2 separate regions of the Mus musculus genome follow, and region 2 is linked to region 1. Evidence: chromatin contacts called from public HiChIP or PLAC-seq data. All regions are on one chromosome and are shown on one strand. The core of a region is the stretch at or near the end of the contact, and the rest is flanking DNA. Distances in the headings are between cores, read along the strand shown.

Region 1 (5,046 bases), core at 1,839-4,338:
AGGGTTGCTCTAAAAATCGAGTGAGATAATACATTTACTGTTGCAAGTGCAATGAAAGTGTCCAGTAAACAGTGACCTTTGTAAGCTCCAACTCTCCCTAGGCAGACATTCTCTTGGACTTTCTACTTTCAAAGTCTTTTCCAATGATGTCACTTCTGATGTGTTTATAAAAAGATAAAGAGGTAGGGGTTATGTTCTATGGATAAAGAGATAGGGAATATATTCTATGAGGTATTGTCAAGTATAGGGGAAGGGAGTGTCTCAGAGGGTCCATGCTGAGACATTCTTTCCTCATGAGAGACCAACCAAATGAAGGTATAGGATAGGATAGAGTTTATTCAGGGCATGGGTAGGGGAGTTAAGAGGGTAGAGGGTAGTAGAGGCAGAGAAAGGCAGAGAGAGGGAGAGAGTAGAGAAGTAGAGGCTGGCCATGAACACGTGGAGAGTTGGGGAGGGAGAAGGGAATGGGAAAGGGAGAGCAAGAGCAAGGGAGAAGCAAGAGGGAGCAAGAGAACAAGAGGCAAGAGAGGGAGGAGGGAGCAAGCAGCCGCTTTTATAGTGGGTCAGGACTACCTGTTGCCAGGTAACTGTGGAGTGGAGCTTAGACAGAATGCTAACAACTTCTTAAACTGGTTGTTAAGTTTATGTCAAAACCAGTCAGCCCTGCCTCTGACTAAGGTGCTAGGGAGGCTTCTTATTGACAACAGGTAAAGATCAGACTTGATCATAATATCCACGATCAGAATCACATGAGAGGAGCAAGCATGAATAAATTACTAGATAATGAAGTGCATCAATGGCACTAGAGTGTTGTTCAGCAGTTCTTCATGGGAAAAAGTTATTGGGGTGCATCTTCTTCATGAGTATTAGACATAATTATTTCATAAATATAGAAAAGAGAGGGATGGGGTACTTACTGTTTTAGGAATGGGATGATATTTTCTTTTTTGTTTGTTTTTCTACAATGTTTTGATTCATATTACATTCCAATCACAGCCTCCTCCCAGTCAGACCTTTTCAAGTGCCTCCCACCATTACCTCCTCCCCTTTTTCTCAGGGAAGGGAAGCCCCCCTGGGGTACCACTCCACCCTGGGTCATCTAGTCCCAGCAGGACTAAGCACATCTTCTCCCACTGAGGCCCAACCAGGTAGTCAGTCCAAGTAGGGTAAGAGGATCCAATGGCAGGCAGCAAAGTCAGAGACAGACTCCACTACAATTGTTAGAGGACCTGCATGAAGACAAAGTTGCACATTTGCTACAAATGTGTAGGGTGGGCTAGGTCCAGCCGCTGCATGCTCTTTGGTTGGTGGTTTAATTTTTGTAAGCCCCCATGGCCCCATGTTAGTTGACTCTGTAGGTCTTCTTGTGGTGTTCATGACCCCTCTGGTTTGCTCAATTCTATCCCCCCACTTTTTCATAAGACTTCTGGGGCTTTGCTTTATGTTTGGCTGTGGGTCTCTGCATCTGTTTCCTTCTGTTGATGGATGAAGCCTCTCAGGAGACAGTTATGCTAGGCTTCTGTTTACAAGCATAGCAGAGTATCATTAATAGTGTCAGGGGTTGGATTGCTCCCATGGGGTGGGTCTCAAGTTGGGGCAGTCGTTGGCTGGATGTTCCCTCAATTTCTCTTCCATCTTTATCCCTGTACATCTTGTAGGCAGGAAAAAATTTGGGTTGAAGGTTTTGTGAGTGGATTGATGTCCCCCTCCTTCTGGAGGCAATGGTATTTTCTACCTTCTAATGGTATCAGCCTCCTTAGCAAACTGATGAGGACTTGGAGTGAGAGATGAAGTACAATTTCACATACATGTAATCATAAATAAATGCTCACCTGATCCACTGCTTGCCCCCTTTCTTCATTTTTCTGTAGTAGTTAAAGTATTCGCTTCATATCAAATTAAGAAATCCTTGAAGGGAGCTGTGGACTGACTTTAAAATCATTTTAAATAAAATCATTTAAATAAGATGATTAAAGATATCATATTCATGTACAAAATTACTAAAGGATATATGATAAAATTTAAAAATCACCTAATGAAAATATAACTTATTTTAGCAGCTCTAACACAGAATATAGATAAGATCTTTGACTTTTTGTTTGAAAATTACATTTCATTGGCTATATCAGCAATTTTTCTTGTTTCCATGAGCAAATATGTGACAAGAAACAACTTAAGCAAGGAAGGGTCTATTGTGGCTCATGAGTTGAGGGGACACAATCCATAATGGAAGGCAGGCATGGCAATAGGTAGATTCACAGTAGTGGCTGGAATCATGCTGCTGAAGCTTCTTTTAACCTCACCTATCAGTGGACCAAAAGACAGGGATAGGACTGGACACGTAGGGCTGGCTATAACCTCATGCTCCAGCCCACCATCATAGATCCACTTCCTTTGGCTGTGTACACCCTATGAAAGTTTCCACAACTTCCCCAAACACCATCTGAGACCAAGAGTTCAAATACAGGATTCTGTTGGGCAGTGTTTTACACCTGAGCTACAACACGTAAATTGTGTGAGCATCTTTATCCTTAAAAAGAACTTTTCATCTCAAAGCAGAGGTTCCTTTTGAAGGGGGTGTGCATTTAGGGCTAGGCAACCTGGGTGCTCTGTAGAGTGGCAGTCTATGGTATAGCCTATTTTAGTAGAGACTCCAGCTTGCTTCAAGATGTGGCTGCTGGAAACATGTGCTCTTTTAGCACTAAATAGACAAAATAGCAAGAAATTAGGCCTAGGGCAGGAACTGTGCCATTTTGAGTAAACAATGTGTATCACCAGCACTGTAGAAACATAAGCTCTGACAGTTTGTTCCCAGGAGCAGAGGCGAAACCTTCAGGGTTCCAGTAACTATTCAGTTTCAGATGCAGATCCAGGGGAGGAAGAGGGCCAGGCCCGGTAATTCTTTTCTAGTTCAAGGAGAATTAAGAATGATTGATTTTTAAAGGAAGGGTGCCCGGTACAAAAGAGCGCTTGACCCCAGAAGGAGACGGGGAGGGAAGAGGAAGCAGATGTTTGAGGAATAACAAAGGGAGCCAGGAGGCTATTGTACTGTGTCAATGATGTAATGCTGAATCGAAATGACTCCTAACTAGATTTCTACAGGCTGTCTTGTGCTCTGGGTGGGAAAAAGAGTTCCCACGCAGGTGCAGGTGCCTGAGTCTCAGACAGCAAGTCAGAAAAAAAAAAAACTTGTTTGCTTCAATCCACATATGTCTCTTTGCTCCAGCCTGGGCCTTCACTCCAGGTTGCTGATTACTCCAGGGACAGAGTCTTTTAAAAAGGCTTGAAATAAGATTCAGGAACAGGCAACTCCCCTAGTCCTGAGAGGCTTAGTGACAGAACCCAGGCAGCACCATTATAGTTCTTCAAGCCTTGTACTTACCCTTCACTTCCTGTGTGAATGAAGTCTCTTCTTTGGATAGGTCTCTAGATCTTTTTCCATTAATTAATTTATTTATTCACTTTACATCCTGATCACAGCTCCCCCCAAAACTCCTCTTCCCATTCCCCTGCCTCTTCTCCTCTGAGAAGGGGAGTTCCCCCAACCTACCCTGGTACAAGAAGTCACTGCAGAGCTAGGCACATCCTCTCCCACTTAGGCCAGACAAGGCAGCTAGTTAGGGGAACAGGATACACAGGTGGGCAACAGAGTCAGGGACAGCTTCCCCAACCCCCAGCCAGTTTTTAAGTCCCCAGAATTTTTATCTCATTTTCTTCTGAAAAACTTGATTGTGCATAGATCTGCTCCAAGGGGTGGGCTAAAGTTTACTCAACCCTATTTTAATAGAGAGAACTAGCAGATGCTATGAAATAATGATAATGAACTTGTAGAAAATTAATTAACTTGTTTCAATTCTGGTGGCTTTATTTTATACCACCATCGTTGTGCTTTTGTCTCTCTATCCATTTCAAGAATACTCCAGTAGTGGAAAGTTCTTGCAGAAGATCTCAAAGTATGGCTCCCACTCACATTGCATCTTTCAGGGCCTAGTATATACCTTGCATATTGTGGTGGGGTCACTGTGTTTATTTGGCCTCTAGAAGGTGGGATGACAGGCCAGGTTTGAGGATAGGGTAAAGATACAGCTAAGGATGGAATGAATTGAATAGCTAAACGGAGTGGATGTAGAACAGAGTTAACAGGGGAGGGACAGTGGATTATCTCTGTGTTTTCCATGTTTATCCAAGGGACAGAGCCATGGCACATGAACAGGATTTAGCCCTGGGAATTGACTCATGGGTGTTGATCTTACCTCAACCAATGAGGAAAATAACTGTTCAAACTCACTTTTAAGCCCCTGAGATTGCTAATAAGATGTCTGTTGGTCTTAATTAGGATTACTATTATTGTGATGAAACACCATGACCAAAGGAAAGGGTTCATTCAGGCTACACTTCCATATCATTGTTCATCACTGAAGGAAGTCAGGACAGGAACTCATACAGGACAGGAACCTGGAGTCAGGAGCTGATACAGAGGACACGAGGGGTTGCTGCTTACTGGCCTGCTTCCATGGCTTGCTCAGCCTGCTTTCTTATAGAGGTCAGGACTACCAGCGCAGGGATGGTACCACCCACAATGACTAATTAAGAAAAAGGCTTACAGCTGAATCTCATGGAGCCATTTTCTCAATTGTAGTTCCATCCTTTCAGGTGACTTTTGGTTGTGTCCAGTTGACATAAAACTAGCCAGGATACTATCAATGGTGTGTGTGTGTGTGTGTGTGTGTGTGTGTGTGTGTGTGTTTGTGTGTGTGTAGAAAGAAGGTTCTCACTTCCCACCTCATTGAGGCAGGGTCTTTATTGTTTCTGCCACTTTGAGTCATTCCACAAGGTAGCTGTCCCTTGAGCTGAGATACAGATACATGCTACTACATCTGATTTATCTCTCTCAATTTTTATTAGTTCATTGAGGATCTGGACAGTGTATTTTGATCATATTCACCCCCGGCTCTTCCCAGACCTACCCCTCCCTATCTATCCATCGTGACATCTAATGTTGGTTGTCAAATTAGATTACATCTGCAACCAATTAAAATCCAAGCA
Region 2 (5,046 bases), core at 1,190-3,689, 57 kb after region 1:
CCATGCTTTCCCTAATATTTGGGAAAGTTTCTATTATTTCTTTGAGTAATTTTCCTTTCTAAAGTGACTTTATATATTTATTTGTGTGTGTGTGTGTGTGTGTGTGTGTGTGTGTGTGTGTGTGTGTGTATACATATGTGTATATGGGCATGTATGTGCCATTCCTGTAGAGGTAAAGGACAACTTTCAGGACTCAGATGTCTCCTTCTCCTGTGTGGTCCCAGTGATTAGACTCACCTTTTCAGGCTTGCCAGCATGTACTTTACCCATTGAGCTATCATGCCAATTTATCCATGAGTAATTTTTCTGTCTTTTAAAATTTGTATATTGGTTATTCCTTTTATACCAAAGGATTGTAAATTTGCTGTCATAGTTGTGTCTAAGATTTATTCAAATTTGTGGTCATGTCTGAGTTCTTCTTTTCTTTTTACTTAGATTGCTGTCTCAATCTAATAGATCTTCACTTTTTTCATCCCCTTGTAGTTTTTTCCACTTGGTATATTTTGCTGGCAATATTTCCACTGAGGTTTTTGTTTCATTGGGTTTTTGCTTCTAAGACTTCTATCATTTTCAGAATCTGTATATCCTTGCTGAATATCTTACCTAAGTTGCTTTTTAAAAATCCATGTCTGGATCTAACCTCCTTATTTTATCCATGTTTATTTACATCTTTATTTTTTAAAAAAATAAAAATATACTAGTTTACATAGAATTAGGTTTCATTCTAGCATTTCTCAAACAAAACTTGTTTTAGTAATTTCTCTTCCCCCTCATCTCTCCCATTCTGCTTCCTTTCTTATGCCCTAAGCACTCAGAGGCCACTGTGGCTGTAGTTGAAAGGTTAGTGACTATGTTGACAAGGATCATGGCCTCATCCATGGGATAGTGATTTGGCAAGTATACAAAATTTAGTGCTTGAGGAACACGGAGGCCTCTACCCATACTTCAAAAGAAACCATGGGAGGCCAGGCAATATGTGCAAAGGTAAGGTCCCCATAGGAAACAATGAAGAGGTTAGGTGTGAAACTGTGAGAGTGAAAGTGTAGCTGAAATGTGTTTTCTCCAAAAGAAATGCCAGGAATGTGGAATATCTCCCAAGGCAAACTGCAAGCAGAGTGATGGAGAGAGATGCTGGTGGGCTGCAACACCAAAGCCACGCTTGTGGGACTTCCCAAGTCCTTTGGAGCATATAGTATGTTAAAAGACTATCTAGAACAGGGTTTCCTAAACTTTTTCTGTTACCAGCTCATTTTCCCCCAAGAATTCTTTCACAACCCAGGTGGATGGATATGTAAAATAGATATATAAAAATCAAGCATCTACTGATAATAAATCATAAAGAAATGTATTTTAAAAACATGTCTCTGGTAGACATATAAATTGATCATTTATTAAAGATGAAAGCAAATTTACATGGCAAGGAAATGGATGTATTTGATTATTTTTACATGAAGAATTAAATCTTGGCTGAATAGTTGATACTACAGAATATAGAGCATCTTCAACACTTTCAGAGTCAATTACTATTTTTATTTTATAACCATCAATGCTGAGGCTACCACTTCATATAAACACATAGTATAAAATGTGAGAAATATATTTAGGGCTATTTCAAAAGTTATTGGAAATTCTATTCTAATCCCAAGCCAAAATTCAAAGAAGTAACTTTTTAAATGAAACTCAGAAATTCAAACAGTTTTAAAAGCAAACATTCTAACACAATATAATTCAGTGATACATTAATTTCATACACTTCGAGGAATGATGTTAAGAAAATAATAAAATATTAAAATTCTTAGTTAATTAATTCTTAATTAAGTCAATATGGTTTTATATGAAAAGAAAATTTTCATATTTCTTTAAGAAAGAACAACACTAAAACTCGTAGCATAAAGCACTCTCAAACCTGAGTCTATATGTATGCATGCTAAAAGAGGTCATGAATTTGAAAGAGATATGAGGCTGAGAGGTATATGGGAGGCTGAGAGGGAAAAAACAAAAAACAAAAAACAAAAAAACAAAAAACAAAAAAAAAAACAGAAAAAAGTGTCTGTCCTGAAATTGGCTTACTTCATTCCCAAACTATAATTATCCCTGTGATTTTTTTTTTGACATAAAGTCTCACTCTATAGCTCAAGCTATCCTTTCTGCTTACACCTCCAGAATGCTGGGATTGCAGATGTCAGTCACCTAGGCTAGTTTAAAAGAATACTTCATATCGACTATTCTTACTGCACTTCCGATGAAACCCAGAACCTCCTGCTCCCTAATCCAGGTCAAGCTCTCTACCACTGGACTCATAACAGCAAAACCTAAACGATAATAAAAAGCTTGAGAGTCAGAGTTGAACTCTGAGCAGCCCTTATGCATTCACATTCAATTCTAATGCGTGGCTATGAATTCTTTGTGTCATCTTGGCTATTTTCTTTCCCAAGCTCATGTTAACCAAGCCCGTGGCTTCTGGCTCATTGCTGTCCCTACCACGGCTATCTGTAGGTGGCGCTGGGCCAAGCGGCGCGCTCTCTATGACGTTTAAGCTGGTGACGTAACGTTCTGAGTTGACCGTTTATCTGTTACAGTTGCCATTTTGTAGCCATTACGGTCTTCGACCGCTGGAGGTCCTGGGTGTCGTCCGGAGGAGGCTGAGGTGGTGAGAGGATTAACTTTGTTCTTTTGTGAGATTGGGCAAGAACTGTTTTAGGACTGAGCCAGAGGGAAGAGGGGAACAGGACTGGCAGCACAGCGGCTGTGACCATTGAGAGACAGTGGCGGAATTCAGTCAGGCCCGCTAGCGTGACTAGGCCGCGTTGACCATGGCGATGGACTGGGGCGACCACTCCACCGGCTTTCGCCACAGTGAAGTAATTAGATTTATTAACAATGAAATCCTCATGAATGGAGGTGGGCCCGAATTTTACTTGGCTTTCCGCATGCGGCCCTGGAATGAGATAGAAGACCAACTTCGCGCCATTTTGATAGATCCTCAGGTGCCACGTTCTCTAAAAAGGGCCTGTACCTGGAGTGCCCTGGCACTGGGTGTGCGAATAGCTGCAAGGCAGCGTGAGCAGCAGGCTTATATGGTTGGGTTGTCACAGGATGCATTCGGGCAGCTCCCCTCGGCTCCCAGGGCCTCAGTCTCGGAGTTGTGGCAGCTCCGTCAACAGCGAGAGGAGGCGGTCACCCAGTTGATTTCTACTCAAGCCGCTCTACAGCAGGCGATGAGGGAGTGTGATCTGTTGCGCCGGAGGCTGCACCATGTTGAAAGATCAGTCCAGATGGCTCCTCTGGTTCATGATATTCAAAGCCAACAGCTTGGGGCTTCAGTGGTACCCCTGAGTCCAGATCATGCGAGAGTTATGGGTACAGTGGGGGCATACGACAGACGGTATTTGGAGGCACAAATGTCAGCTGCAACAAATGTCTTTTACATGCCAGGAAGCACAAGTTCCTGGCCCCTGGCCATGCAACCAACTGTGCCAGTTCCAGTGCCATATCAGCTCCCAGCACATCCACCATTCCTAACGGGATCTCCATTCTTAATGCCTTTCTCACCTTCAGTAGTCGTGGAAACAGAAGCAGGTGTTGTAGCTCCAGTTCCGTTACCTCCTGCATATCCTTCTGGTCCTTTTGCTGCACCATGCTCCCAGAACCCAGCTAGTGTGTGGGACCAGAGAAGCTACACGTATACTACTGAAGGTCCTCTGGTCACCCAGCGTGCTGTACCTGCAGGAAACATCAGAGACACCAGCCAGGAGGGAAACTCAGGGAAGTGCCAGGGGACAAATACCTTGGGAGACAACAGAAGCCACCTTCAAGAGCAAGATCGTCAAGGAGTTCAGTATAGGGCTACACTAGTGGACACTGAAAATGACAATGAAGGAGAAAATGAAGAACTAGAAGCAACATCAGCAGTAGCAGCAGAAGCAGCATCAGAAGAATCAACAGATACAGCAGAAGATGAGCAAGAAGAGGAAGAGGAGGTGGCGGAGAAGGAAGAAGCATATGACAACGCTGTAGATCTTCAGAATCTCCAGGAACTACACCTTCCTGGGCAAGGTCAACTCCATAGCCAGAGTGACAATCGTCCCCAGGCATCAGGTCCAGCTTCCTTGTACTCCGGTAGATGTCAAATCAAGGAAGAAGATGTGGAGGAGGCCCCTCCAATCCCTGTGTGGGAGAGTTGGAGCCAAGCTGTAAGAGAAAGCCCGAAGAAACAGCAACCTCAGCTGCCGAAGAAGGACAAGAAGCCACAAGCAGAAGCAGCTTCAGAATCCCAGCCCAGCTCACACTCTCGGATGAACTGGGTCTGCCCACGGTGTAAGTCTATGAATTTTTCATGGCGCAAAGTCTGCTATAAATGCAAGAAAATTTGTATGCCAGCTGAGTTTGGAGGACAGCCTCACTGATTCCAGAAGGTAAGCAAAAGAAACCAGTCTCGTAACAACCCCCAACCCCATCAACAATAACTTGCTTTACAGACAAAATAATCTGTTAGGCCTTTATACAAATTAACTAAATTGTTATCATGCTAGGTTAACACTTAAAAATATTTCTTTTGTCACTTTTGTTTATTATAAAAAATTATCTTGATTATATTGTTCAGTAAGAAAGTTAAAGGACACTTTATATAGGTTGATGTTGCTTTGTTTAAATAACTAAAATTATAAATATGTATATTCTTTTTTATTTATTTATTTGGACAAAGGAGGGCTGTTTTGACTATTGTACTCTTTAAAGCCAAGATTTCTTCCTAATAGCATTTCAATTTTGCAGTTTTGCAGGAGGTGGACTCCTGATGGCTGTTCCTGATGGGATGACACTCTTGAAGAAGAAGAAGAAGAAGAAGAAGAAGAAGAAGAAGAAGAAGAAGAAGAAGAAGAAGAAGAAGAAGAAGAAGAAGAAGGCGTAATGAAACCCTTTCCACCTTTCTTTGTTTCCTTCTTAGTTTTCTTTCCCTGAAAATCCTATATATTTAGAAATAGAACTTCTTCTCAAAAATGCTCTTTCCTTTGTTTGCTTTTTTTTTTGGCTTTTAAGTTTATAGGT

What was found. HiChIP or PLAC-seq counts read pairs in DNA pulled down with a chosen protein or histone mark.
Region 2: an H3K27ac HiChIP or PLAC-seq map of embryonic stem cells shows a contact between it and region 1, with 2.0 times the contacts expected there. The contact joins the promoter of Tex13d here to the enhancer-like site in region 1. A contact is called at or near these places in 1 of 484 Hi-C or Micro-C datasets (nephron progenitors), 7 of 115 datasets of contacts at active chromatin or transcription factors (CD8 T cells, T-cell acute lymphoblastic leukemia, effector CD8 T cells and 2 more) and 1 of 9 other capture datasets (adipose tissue).

Annotation. Positions count from the first base shown.
Region 1 is chrX:42,429,248-42,434,293 of GRCm38.p6, forward strand. No RefSeq gene overlaps it. Among named protein-coding and RNA genes, the nearest start is that of B230118I11Rik, 54 kb to the left of the region's middle. Within about 2 kb of position 3,089, at least 30 of the 459 cell types and tissues checked have an H3K27ac peak or open chromatin away from gene starts, as enhancers often do. A contact at or near this core is called in T-cell acute lymphoblastic leukemia and embryonic stem cells, where this site is marked.
Region 2 is chrX:42,487,119-42,492,164 of GRCm38.p6, forward strand. It overlaps Tex13d (testis-expressed protein 13D-like), which reads left to right and starts at 2,440. Exons shown (of 2, transcript XM_006541567.3): 1 at 2,440-4,415; 2 at 4,774-4,835. The coding sequence starts at 2,814. The coding sequence ends at 4,406.